Linked DNA regions of Anser cygnoides: region 2 is linked to region 1. A link is a contact called in public Hi-C data. All regions are on one chromosome and are shown on one strand. The core of a region is the stretch at or near the end of the contact, and the rest is flanking DNA. Distances in the headings are between cores, read along the strand shown. Region 1 holds the start of ESS2 (ess-2 splicing factor homolog). Region 2 overlaps DGCR2 (DiGeorge syndrome critical region gene 2).

Evidence for each region. Hi-C and Micro-C count contacts between places; a contact is called where the count stands out from the background.
Region 2: a Hi-C map of liver shows a contact between it and region 1, with 2.6 times the contacts expected there. The contact joins the enhancer-like site here to the promoter of ESS2 in region 1. A contact is called at or near these places in 2 of 7 Hi-C or Micro-C datasets (both in liver).

The regions. Positions count from the first base shown.
Region 1 is chr17:9,827,018-9,832,157 of Taihu_goose_T2T_genome, reverse strand. ESS2 (ess-2 splicing factor homolog) reads right to left here and starts at 2,718. Exons shown (of 10, transcript XM_048063938.2): 1 at 2,557-2,718; 2 at 2,237-2,405; 3 at 1,028-1,123; 4 at 267-433. The coding sequence starts at 2,685. GSC2 (goosecoid homeobox 2) reads right to left here and starts at 4,794. Exons shown (of 3, transcript XM_066979159.1): 1 at 4,569-4,794; 2 at 3,431-3,678; 3 at 2,801-2,995. The coding sequence starts at 4,794. The coding sequence ends at 2,801.
Region 2 is chr17:9,861,960-9,867,099 of Taihu_goose_T2T_genome, reverse strand. DGCR2 (DiGeorge syndrome critical region gene 2) reads right to left here. Exons shown (of 10, transcript XM_048063936.2): 2 at 2,693-2,815. Among named protein-coding and RNA genes, the nearest start is that of DGCR2, 20 kb to the right of the region's middle. Within about 2 kb of position 2,344, at least 2 of the 3 cell types and tissues checked have open chromatin away from gene starts, as enhancers often do. A contact at or near this core is called in liver, where this site is marked.

The DNA of each region.
Region 1 (5,140 bases), core at 1,469-3,968:
TTAGCTCAGCTGTAGATGTGATCACTCCATGCACCTGCTATTCAAAATCAAGTCCTTTCTGTTCTTATTCAATAATGATTAATTCAACAGCCTAGTTCAACAGCCCTATACTCAAAACCAATGAATTCTCCTCTGGATTTACAGCAGGTTTTGAAAACAGAAGGTAAGATAATATACTATTTAATCAAACAAGAAATACAGCAAAATGGTGTTTCTGTGTTGTGTCAGTTTGGAAGAGCAGAGCTACACTTGAGCCATTTCCTTACCTGGGTGTACTCCTCTTCTGCATTGTACAGCCAAGCATGCTTGACTTTCTCCTTCTCTTTGGCCACTTCCATGATCTGCTCAAATGAAGCATTATCTTCACTCGTGTGTTTTGCTAAGAAGCTGTCCAAATTGGGAAGTGCATCTTTACCATCTTTTTCTGCTTCTCCTAACAAGAGGAGGGAAAAAGCCTGAGAAAGGTTAATACCTCCCTTTCTATAAGAGACCTACACATAACTCGTAATCCTTTCTGAGAGCTACCCTTCTACTGACCCACTAATAATTAAACCTAGTGAAAAAAGTATATAATACATGCAGAGTGGTACAATATTAATTTCCTAGAAGACATAACTAATTTTCACATAAAGGCTTTTATGGCATTTATAGCCATTTGTGTTAAAGGGAAAATGTGGACAGCTGCTAGCAGACCTCCGCAGTACACTATACAAATATCTCTACCCCTGCCATCGTTGCTTATTGACCCTAATTTCAGGTGACACAGGAAAAAATTACTGCTTTCAAAGCAATCAACTGAATTAAGAATTTGCACTGCCCTAAAGAGACCCATAACTGAGTACTCACACACCTGATATGAAACATTACATCAAGTCCAACTCCCAAGTGATCATTTTCACTTACTTAGAAGGTTAATAGAAACTGCTTAAACATCAGCTAAATACCTAAAACCTTTCCAGGAGACAGAGCTCACAAACATATTTTCCTGCTGCTGAAGAATTCAGCTACAGGAACATCATTCTCCTACCTTCCTCTGCAGCTTTGATGCCAGCTTTGGATTTATTCCCCAGTGGAAGACCACCTGGATGCACTTCTGGGGTTTCAAATGTGGCCGGAGTAACATCTGAGACAGAAACAAGAAGGTTCACATGGTTACCAGAGCACAGAACAGGACATTTGCTGTGGTATCTTGCATCACAGTACGGGTCACGTACCAAACACGAGTCACAGAAGATGTATCACAAGAAAAACAGTTTAATTAAAAACTTGTGAAAAGACTATAAAATAGTCTTTTCAATTACTGAACAAGATTTTGCTCTAAGACATTTTTTTCCTGCTGAGAAAAATACACAGGAGAGCCAAGGCCCCGTGTATTTGCCATCCTATGTTCAGCTTTAACCAACAGAAGCAGCAGTGTGAGCTTGTTAACAATCTTAACCCAGGTGAGTGCTAGCACCTATGGTAGGGATGGAAAGGAAGCCACTTGGTGACACGTGTTCTTTTGCCATGACAAAGCTAGTTACCTAAACTGCGCAGCTAGAGCTCATCCAGGCACTGGGCTTCAGTATAAAACATAAAAAGCAAACATACAACAGGGCATCAGATGCCTGCTACACAAACCTCTGACAGTCATGAACTTTCAACAACTTCCCTCCTAAATATATGAAAATCTTCTTTACCTACATTTGCAACAAAAACTCCTAAAAATATAATAATGACTGAGAACATAGCCCAGAGCTGCTGATACTGTAATATTGCAAGTCAGAACATGTAACTTTCCCTAGAGCACACGAGCTTGGCAAAATGTGGCTCTGAGTTATGGTTACATTGCAGCTGTTTCCGCCCCCACTCCCCCAACAGCACTCCTTCTAAAAGGCATTATTAAACACCATCAGGGAGCAATTCAGCACCAGTCACCAGATACTGGCTACTGCTGACTGTGGTATGCTAAAGAATCAAGACTAACATTACATGGGACTTAAGATAACCACCGCCAGCACAAAGTTAGGTAAAAGAGCAATAAAATTAAATATAAAACCTTTCACCTTTAATAAAACTAATAAAAAATAAATAAATAAAGTTACAAACAGTTAAGACAGACTTTTTTCTCTCTTGCATATCCCACAGCATAAAAAGACAAAGCACACTTTTTTTGTTTGTTTGTTTGTGTTTTTTTGTGGAAACTACCTATACTCTCAGCTTAAACATTAGGGCAGCCCCGGTGAGCGGCTCTTACACGGCACAGGGGTGTCCCTCGACGATTTGCCCAGCGAGGAGCCAAACTTTATAGCGATTTGCCTCATCTTCTCCAAGTCACCGTTTTCCTCAGCCTCCAGATATTCCTTCTGCGCTCGCAGCTTCTCCACGTCGGGAAAGAAGTCCCGCTGAATGATCTTCTCTAAACTCTAAGAGCAGGGAGAAAAACACAAGAATAAATCGCTGGGACGCTGCGGGGACCCCCGGGGGCGGCCGCGCACGGGCGCTGGGGCCGGGCCCAGGCTAGGCCGCGAGCACCCGTGGAGGCACGGCGCGGGGCCGGTCGCGCCCGCCGCCCACCTCGATGTACGCCTCCTCATCCAGGATCTTCTTGGGAGCCGGCCGGGCCGCCGCCGCCTCCCTCTCGGCCGCCACGGGCACCAAGGCCCCGGCGGACGCCCCGGGAGCCGCCGCCGCCGCCGCCATCATGGCGCCTCCTCAGCCGCCGTAGGCGCCGCGCGGTGACGTCACGGCGCCCCCTGGCGGCCCGTTGCCATGGCAACGGCGCGGCCTGATCCCAACCCGCACCCCCTCAGCCCGCGGCCTACCCGGGGCGCCCCCCGAGCGCCGTGCCCCGAGCCGGGGCCGGGAAGGGCCGTGCCGCCTCGCCGCCGTCCTCCCGGCTGCCCCGACCGCAGGGGGCTCCGGCTGGGGGCTCCTTGGCGCCCTGCAGGCCCAGCGCCGCGGCGGACGCCCTCTTCTGGTGCCGCCACTTGGCCCGGCGGTTCTTAAACCAGACCTGGAAGTGTAAAACAAGAAGTGAACACCCGCTGCGATCAATGCGATTCCCCACATAAACTTTCCCCCACAATAAATGTAATACAGAGTGTAATCAGCCCTCCCCGAGTGATGGCATACATAAGGGACACGGGCTCAGGTGCGGGGCAGGAGCAGGACCGGGCACGTCCATGTTTGTACAGGTGGTTCAGTGACAGGGTGCGTTCATGGCACCAGAAGCCAGAATAAATAACCCAGCCGAGCAGTTTTATACTCTGCCATTACTTGCCAAACCTAAACTGTGTTTTGTCAAATACCCAAGAAAGGTTTCACACTGAAGCCCTGCACCTGCAGCTCCCAAAAAAGACAGCACAATGCCTCAGTGTTCCCCTGGGGTGACAGCAAGCAGAGAGGCACAATGCTCCTCCTGGCACCTCACGGGGCTGCAGGACCTCACCTCCACCCTCTCCTCCTTCAGGTGGATGCGGTTCGCCAGGTGCTCTCTGGTGATGACGTCTGGGTACTGGTTCTGGTGGAAAAGTGTTTCCAGGGCCTGCAGCTGGTCCTCGGTGAATATGGTGCGATGGCGGCGTGTCCGGCGCTGGATCTGCTGGAAAGCCTGCAGCTCGCTCGGGCTGCCCTGGGGACTCCTGCAGGTTCTGGCTGCCGAGTGAAGCAGCCGCATGGGCCAGGGTAACCTGGCATCTGCAAGGAGAGGGACAGTCAGCGCCATGGGGACAAGGGGATAAAACACAGCCCTGGCTCGAGGCAGGTCAGGCACAGACTGCATCCACACCTGTGAGGTGGAAGGAGCACAGCCGGCCAGCTGGCATGGATGAAAAGCTGCATAATCATGATGCAAGCGTGAGAAGGGCTTAGGGCATCACTCAGGGAAAAGTGTGCAGGCAGGGAGCACTGGTGGTGCTTTCCTTGTTTACTTGCGAATTACACAGTGGCCAGATCCAGAAAATGGCCAGAAACTTATAGAGCAGATAGAAGTTGTGACTCCACCATGACATGGGGGATTTCTGAACTTTCAGGATACTTTTGAACCACATGCTTGAGGTTTTCTACTTTTTTTTTTTTCCAGATGCAGCAGTTTTACTAGATGTAACCAAAAATATCTTTCCCTTAAAGGACAAGTGAGGTTTCCAAGGGTGGGTTGTGTCGTGAAGCTCAGGCACAGCTCTGTGTACTGGCAGCATGACCATGGGGCCCCACACTCCCTGAAGAACTTCCACCCCTGGAAGGATCAGCCTCTCTGTGTGTTTTACAATAAAGCAGCCATACCTGGTGATAAATAGCACCTGTTGTTTTTAAAACCCTGGCAACATTGCAGGTAAAGTGCCTGCTCTCACCAGCCACACTGAAAACGGATCCAGCAGTCTGAGGAAGCCGAGCTGGGGCTGTAGCAGGCCATGTAGTGCCACACCGTCACACAATGCCCAGCATTTCCCCTCTACCCAGTGTCAGCACCAGCCCCTCCACAAGCCGCATGCAGCACATCAACCCCAACCACTCACCCAGCCAACTCGGAGAGTGCTGCAGGGGCCGGGCACTCGTGTGGGAGCAGCAGCAGCAGTTGCAACCTGCACCTTCCAGCTCTTCTTCCTCTTCCTCCTCTTCCTGCAGGTTGCTGGCCGTGATGGCCTCCAGCTGGCGCAGTCCCTTGGGCGTGCGGTCCAAGATGCCCCGCAGGCAGAGCGGGACCAGGACCTGGGAGCTCCTCTCTGCCGGGCTGGAGAGGATGTTCTCGATGCTGAACGAGCACTGCAGACCTCTCCTGCCCGAGCCAGTGTCTGGTGCTGGCTCTGCAGACATCCTCGGCCAGGAGCAGTGGCCGTGGGAACAGGAGCTCACGCTGAGCAGGGTCTGCTCTCTGTGCACTGACTTTGGAATGGGGTCTTGCAAGGAAAAAAGGCAGCTTACATAGCCTTCAAAGCAGACCAGTGAGGCTATCCAGAACCGCTGCTTTGTCCCGGAGTTTCAAGTGACTGTCATTCTTGCAGCAGAGTTTTTATTTTATACACACGTGCGCTTCTTCTCCCTCTAACCTAACTGCTTTATGGCTGAAGCCACCCTAAATATATATGGAGAGATATAATCCTTTCGGAAAGAAAACCGTAAACCCCCTTGTGAATAAAATAAATTCTAACTAATCTTGGTG
Region 2 (5,140 bases), core at 1,095-3,594, 35 kb before region 1:
CATTGAAACACACCTTCATCAACACCACAAAAACCTATTTCACCACCACTGATGTTTTCTGACTTATGTTACAGGGTGCCAATAGTAGCTCAAAGGCCGAAAAGTACAGGCTGCACAACCAGACTCATAGCCCTTCCTTTGCAAGCTTTCTCTTAATGCTTCAGAGAGACTTCATCCCTTTTAATTTGAAGATACTTTAATGATCCAAGTTTCACAAGTCCAGGTGGCTTCACTAGCTAGTTCTTTTAGTGTTGTCTGCCTTTACTGAAATTAAGGACCTTAATTACAAAGTATTTAAGTTTAGCTGAATCATCTTACAATTACTCATCTAAATCTGAAGGTATTTTCTAAATTTAAAGCTGCATCATTTCTTGTTAATTCAGTGGCCAAAGAAGAAAGTTATCACTCTCGATTATGACTGTGCGCTACTATTATTAGTTGCTTTAGTTCCCCAGTCAATGTCTCAGCAGTCAGCCGGTCCTACGACTGCTCCCAGATTTAATACTCTTCCCAGCATAAGAAAACCATGCTCCTCCAAACTTACAGTGGCCTCAGCAGAATTACTTTTATTCATTCCATCCCTTTTCATACTCCAAGGCACCATTCATATGCACGCCAGCAGACCAACTCGCCCTTATTCCTGACAGTTCTGAATAACGCATACCCTTCAACGCCCATTTCAGGTCACAATGCTATCCCACCAAATTTTCGTTACAGGTATAATAGAGTTTTATGTCCTACACCAGTAGTTCTCGTTCCTCTGGTTTGCTGGCTACACTCCTTGCATTACTGTGCAAATATCTCAGTCCTTGCCACACCCAGCTTTCTGGCTGTTTTAGCTCCGTACAGCCTTTTCACCAATTACTTATCCGATTAATGTTCTCATCAAGTGGAGCACTTTCCTCCTCTATGCTATCCATCACTTCCCCCTCTAAGATTCTTTATGGTGCTCTGTTGTTCTCCTCTGCCCATGTACAGACATGGGGATGAATCAAGTCTCTCCCACATGCTTTTAATTCCTTGAAGTTCTCCTCATTGTGTCAGGCCAGGCAGTCCAATGAGATCTGCACCCCAAACGCAGGTGCAGAGCCTATCTACTGAGAAATGTTAGATTTTTACAAACATTTCTCCCAGCCACATACCAAATATTCTTCAGAAATCCAGTCATTGAGTTGTCATCATCATCCTATTACATCCTTCACGCAACACCTTAAGATTGCTGACTGATATTGTAGGTTAAGAAGATAAAAACCTTGTTTTGCACTAATGGGATATTTCAATATCCCCACAAGTCAAGCCTTCAGGGCATTTTGAATAAATTCAAGTATTAACGTGACTGTTTTTACCTAGCTATTCACTTTCGTTAACCTCCTTTATTAGATCCCTCTAGTTCTTCACATTTGGTTAAAATTAGCTCGAAAGGAAGAAGAATAACAGCACAACTATAAAAGCAACTTTCTTTAAGGACATCCGCATCCTTGATAAGAACTTTAAACACAAGTTGCATCAATGACATGGCTTAATTTTTGGTGTCAGAAGAAACTACCAATAGATTTTTGCCCGCCTCCCCCACTGCAAATACACAGTCACAGAAACTAGCCAAAAGCCTTCTAAAAAGAGCACCAAACATGTTCTTTCACTCGTCATTGTGCAGCACAGTGGGGAGAGAGTTAACTAAAGCAGTTTCAAAGTTTGTTAGATTTACTGTATTATCTCCACTTAAAAATATATTTACAACAGCTTGTTCTTGTAAAATACTGATGCTACTATTTTGTAGCACCTCTAACTAAAATAGCTTAAAACTCAGAATGATGACAGACTTAACGCTGTGATGACAATGCTGCGAAGTTCGTGTGATTCTCTACCAAGCAAATTACGTAGATCAATGGCAGAGCTTCTTGAAAGTTTTTGGGCACAGCTTAGTCACACTGTAGAGATAGGAGTTTTGAACTGCGCCACGCTTTCACATTCCTGCTGCATTGTTGTTAGGAAAAAAAACTACAGGTCCCTCCTCTTTTAAGGTACACAGAAAAAGAATTGCACTGGCCAGGTTGTCAAGAACACAAATGTGAATGCTCGTATTTGTGATTCTGTGTTCACAAAAAAAAAATATTAAAAAAAAGACAGCTCAGTATCCAGCAGCTGTAACAGAGAACCACTGCTGGTAGGTAATAGGCCCCCGAAAACATACATGAGCTTGTGAAGAGTAAATACACCAGCTTGCTTGGCAGATCAAAGTTCTCCACATAAGCACATGCAGCATAATCAGAACAGGTAGCAATAAACCAAGCTCTCTACCTAGTCCAGCACTGTCACCCAGCACAGTTTGAGTGATACACTCATACAACCAAAACTGTAATTCAGAATTTAACCTCAGGCCTACGTGTCATTTTGACTTAATTGCAACATGATTTTTCCCTGCCATGAAAGCCTCTTAGACAACAAACTCTCCTCACCTCCAGCATACCTACTCGGGCTGTTAAATTGAAGTGCAACTCTGACAACTGAAAAAAGTGTTTGTAGCATTAGCCCCACAAACTGAAAAAGTTTATTACTAAAGGGGTGCGTTTCTATGGAACAATGTCTACTTCCAAATAAGAATAAGCAAATGATCTTAGGAAAAAAAAAAAAGGAGTTAAAGTACTGATGAAAAACAAGGTGATATTGGGATAAGTGGTCTTCTTAGCATTACCTGGACAGTCAACTTCATCACTCTCGTCCTCACAGGTGGGCCATCCATCACACTGCCAATTTGAAGGGATGCACTGGATGGTACCACTCCGACACGCAAACTGCCCTGGGGTGCAACGGAGCTCTAGGAAAGAAGAAAGTTTTGTTTTGTTTAAAGTGTTATTTATTCCTCTGAGTCTAAATACATATAGAGTAAGTGTAATGGACAAAAGCTCTGGCTAACTCAGCCTGCTAAAATCTGCTGAGCTCCAGATCACTTCCGTATTTCAAACTGGACGTTTACAGCTTTAATAGACAGGAGGGCCTGCGTACAGCGTTTATGAAAGAACTCTATCAGACGTCTGTAGTAAAAACTTCCTCATAAAAACACCACGCAAGATCTATCTGGCAGATTTTTGGTTCACGCAATCATACACACTTCAGTTCAGCTTTCTGCACGGGAAATAGTGTTCTGATCAGACCGCGGTAGACTCTACTCCTACATTATCGTCATCTACAAGGAATAAGGATATCATTTAGCAGTAGGTTTCCCACTTACGAAATACTAACAGGAATACAAGTTGATAACATGAGAACAAAACATTTTCTCAGATTTCTAAATTGGATTTTCAAAACCAATTCCAAAAAAAGTGACAACGTAGTTTCTCTTAAGTTTGCTCCTTTCACATATCTGAAAATACGTTGGTGTCCTTAAGAGAAGAGGAGGAAGGGAAATCCACGTTTGAACAATGTTCCCAAGCCCAGTTCTAGCTGGAGAAGTTGTGAGCTTGGGGAGCCAGCAGCAGCCATCACCACAGTGCTCCCCTTTTACTTCTTGTCATGCACTTAAGACAACTTGTTCACGCGTCTCAGAAGCGAAGTTTAACAAAAACATGCTCTGGTAGCTTTTACATGTTAGATTATGCAATGAATTCAGAATGCAATTCCCACTCTAAGCAGTACGTACGCCAGGCCCCACCCAGACTTGCACAATTGTCCAGCCCAATTTCAAGCTATTTCGCAGAACTATTTGTAAAACAATTTCCATACTGATGAACCTGTTTTCACTTTCCAGCTTAAACTCTTTTGTAGAATTCCTATGTATCAGCAAATCCTTTAAAAGAAACTGCCAGTATCTGCAAACTTGAAGTGCCTGCTGCTACAGCATTACTACCTACTTGCCATCATCACACTGTCAGTCCTAATTAGCATCATAAAAAGTACAATTTTTGTCAATGCTTTTTTATTTTCTTTTAAGTATCAATTCCATCCATCAAATGCCAGAACCTAATAATTCAGCTAAATTTTGTGTTCCTCACTATATTTTGCAGGGAAAATCTGTCTATACAAACGGTGAACAACTCCAAGCTTGTTTGCAGACTGCAGATCTGCGAATCACTACAAGCATCGACGCGCTCACCTTCGCACCAGACCATCACCATGCAACTGCCTTCACGACGGTGGTTCTCAATACTCCACTGCTCTTGGTAAAGTCAGTTAAGCCATGACTAGAGAACTAGCACATCTTATTAAAAATAAAAATCAAACAAGGGTTTATAAAGTAATGGACACCCAGCCCTGATTTTGAACGAATGAAGTAGGTAACTGTTTTTATCGATGGGGGAAAAGGAACCTCTAAGAAATTTACAATATAGATGCACGTTCTCTCATCCACAGTTTACAGCTTAAGAGAAGAAGCTCTATTGCAATTGTTACCTTCCCAAAACACACGTCTAAACCAAATCAAGGCAGAAGTTACATTTAAGTTTCTGGACAACACGGCCATGCAAAATAAGTGATCACCCGCTGTCAACCAAAGCCATACCCACGTACCTGATAATTAGTATAGGATATTGCTAACAGGCTTATTGTTTGATAGTAGACTCAAATCCACTTCTTTTGAAGACACCCATATATTAAAACAGCATTTAACAGTACCTGTTTCTCTCCAAATCCCAGACCTGCTCTTCTAGAAGAATAGAAGCGGACACATGCTCTTAGTACACCACCTACTCAGAGCAAACACGCAGGTCACCAAAGCGCAAAGAGCCCAAGCAGACCTGCCTGACTGCCCCCAGCAGCAGCACGCGACAGCAGAACAAGGAGCGCTCTGACCCAGTTAAGAGTTTTATTCAATCCAAACAGCTGACAGCAAAGAGCACAGTAGAAATATTAAAAACAAGCAAAATAAATAAAAAAATAAAACCAAGAAAACGCCAACACCCCACACACCAGCAGCTTAGGTCACACATGATGACTTTTTTCCCCCCAAATAAAACCCAAAGTAATTTATTTAGCCCAAAGAAGGGAAGAAAGTTTGTGATTATGGGAATAAAAGGTTCGCTTGCCCAATGTAGCAAGAAAAAAATAAAACTAAAGCTATAAAAAAATACAACTAAAGTTGAAAATTAAACTCAAATTTCCAGTTCACAGGAAAGCATCAGCTCAATAAATCATCGCAGCTTGTTTT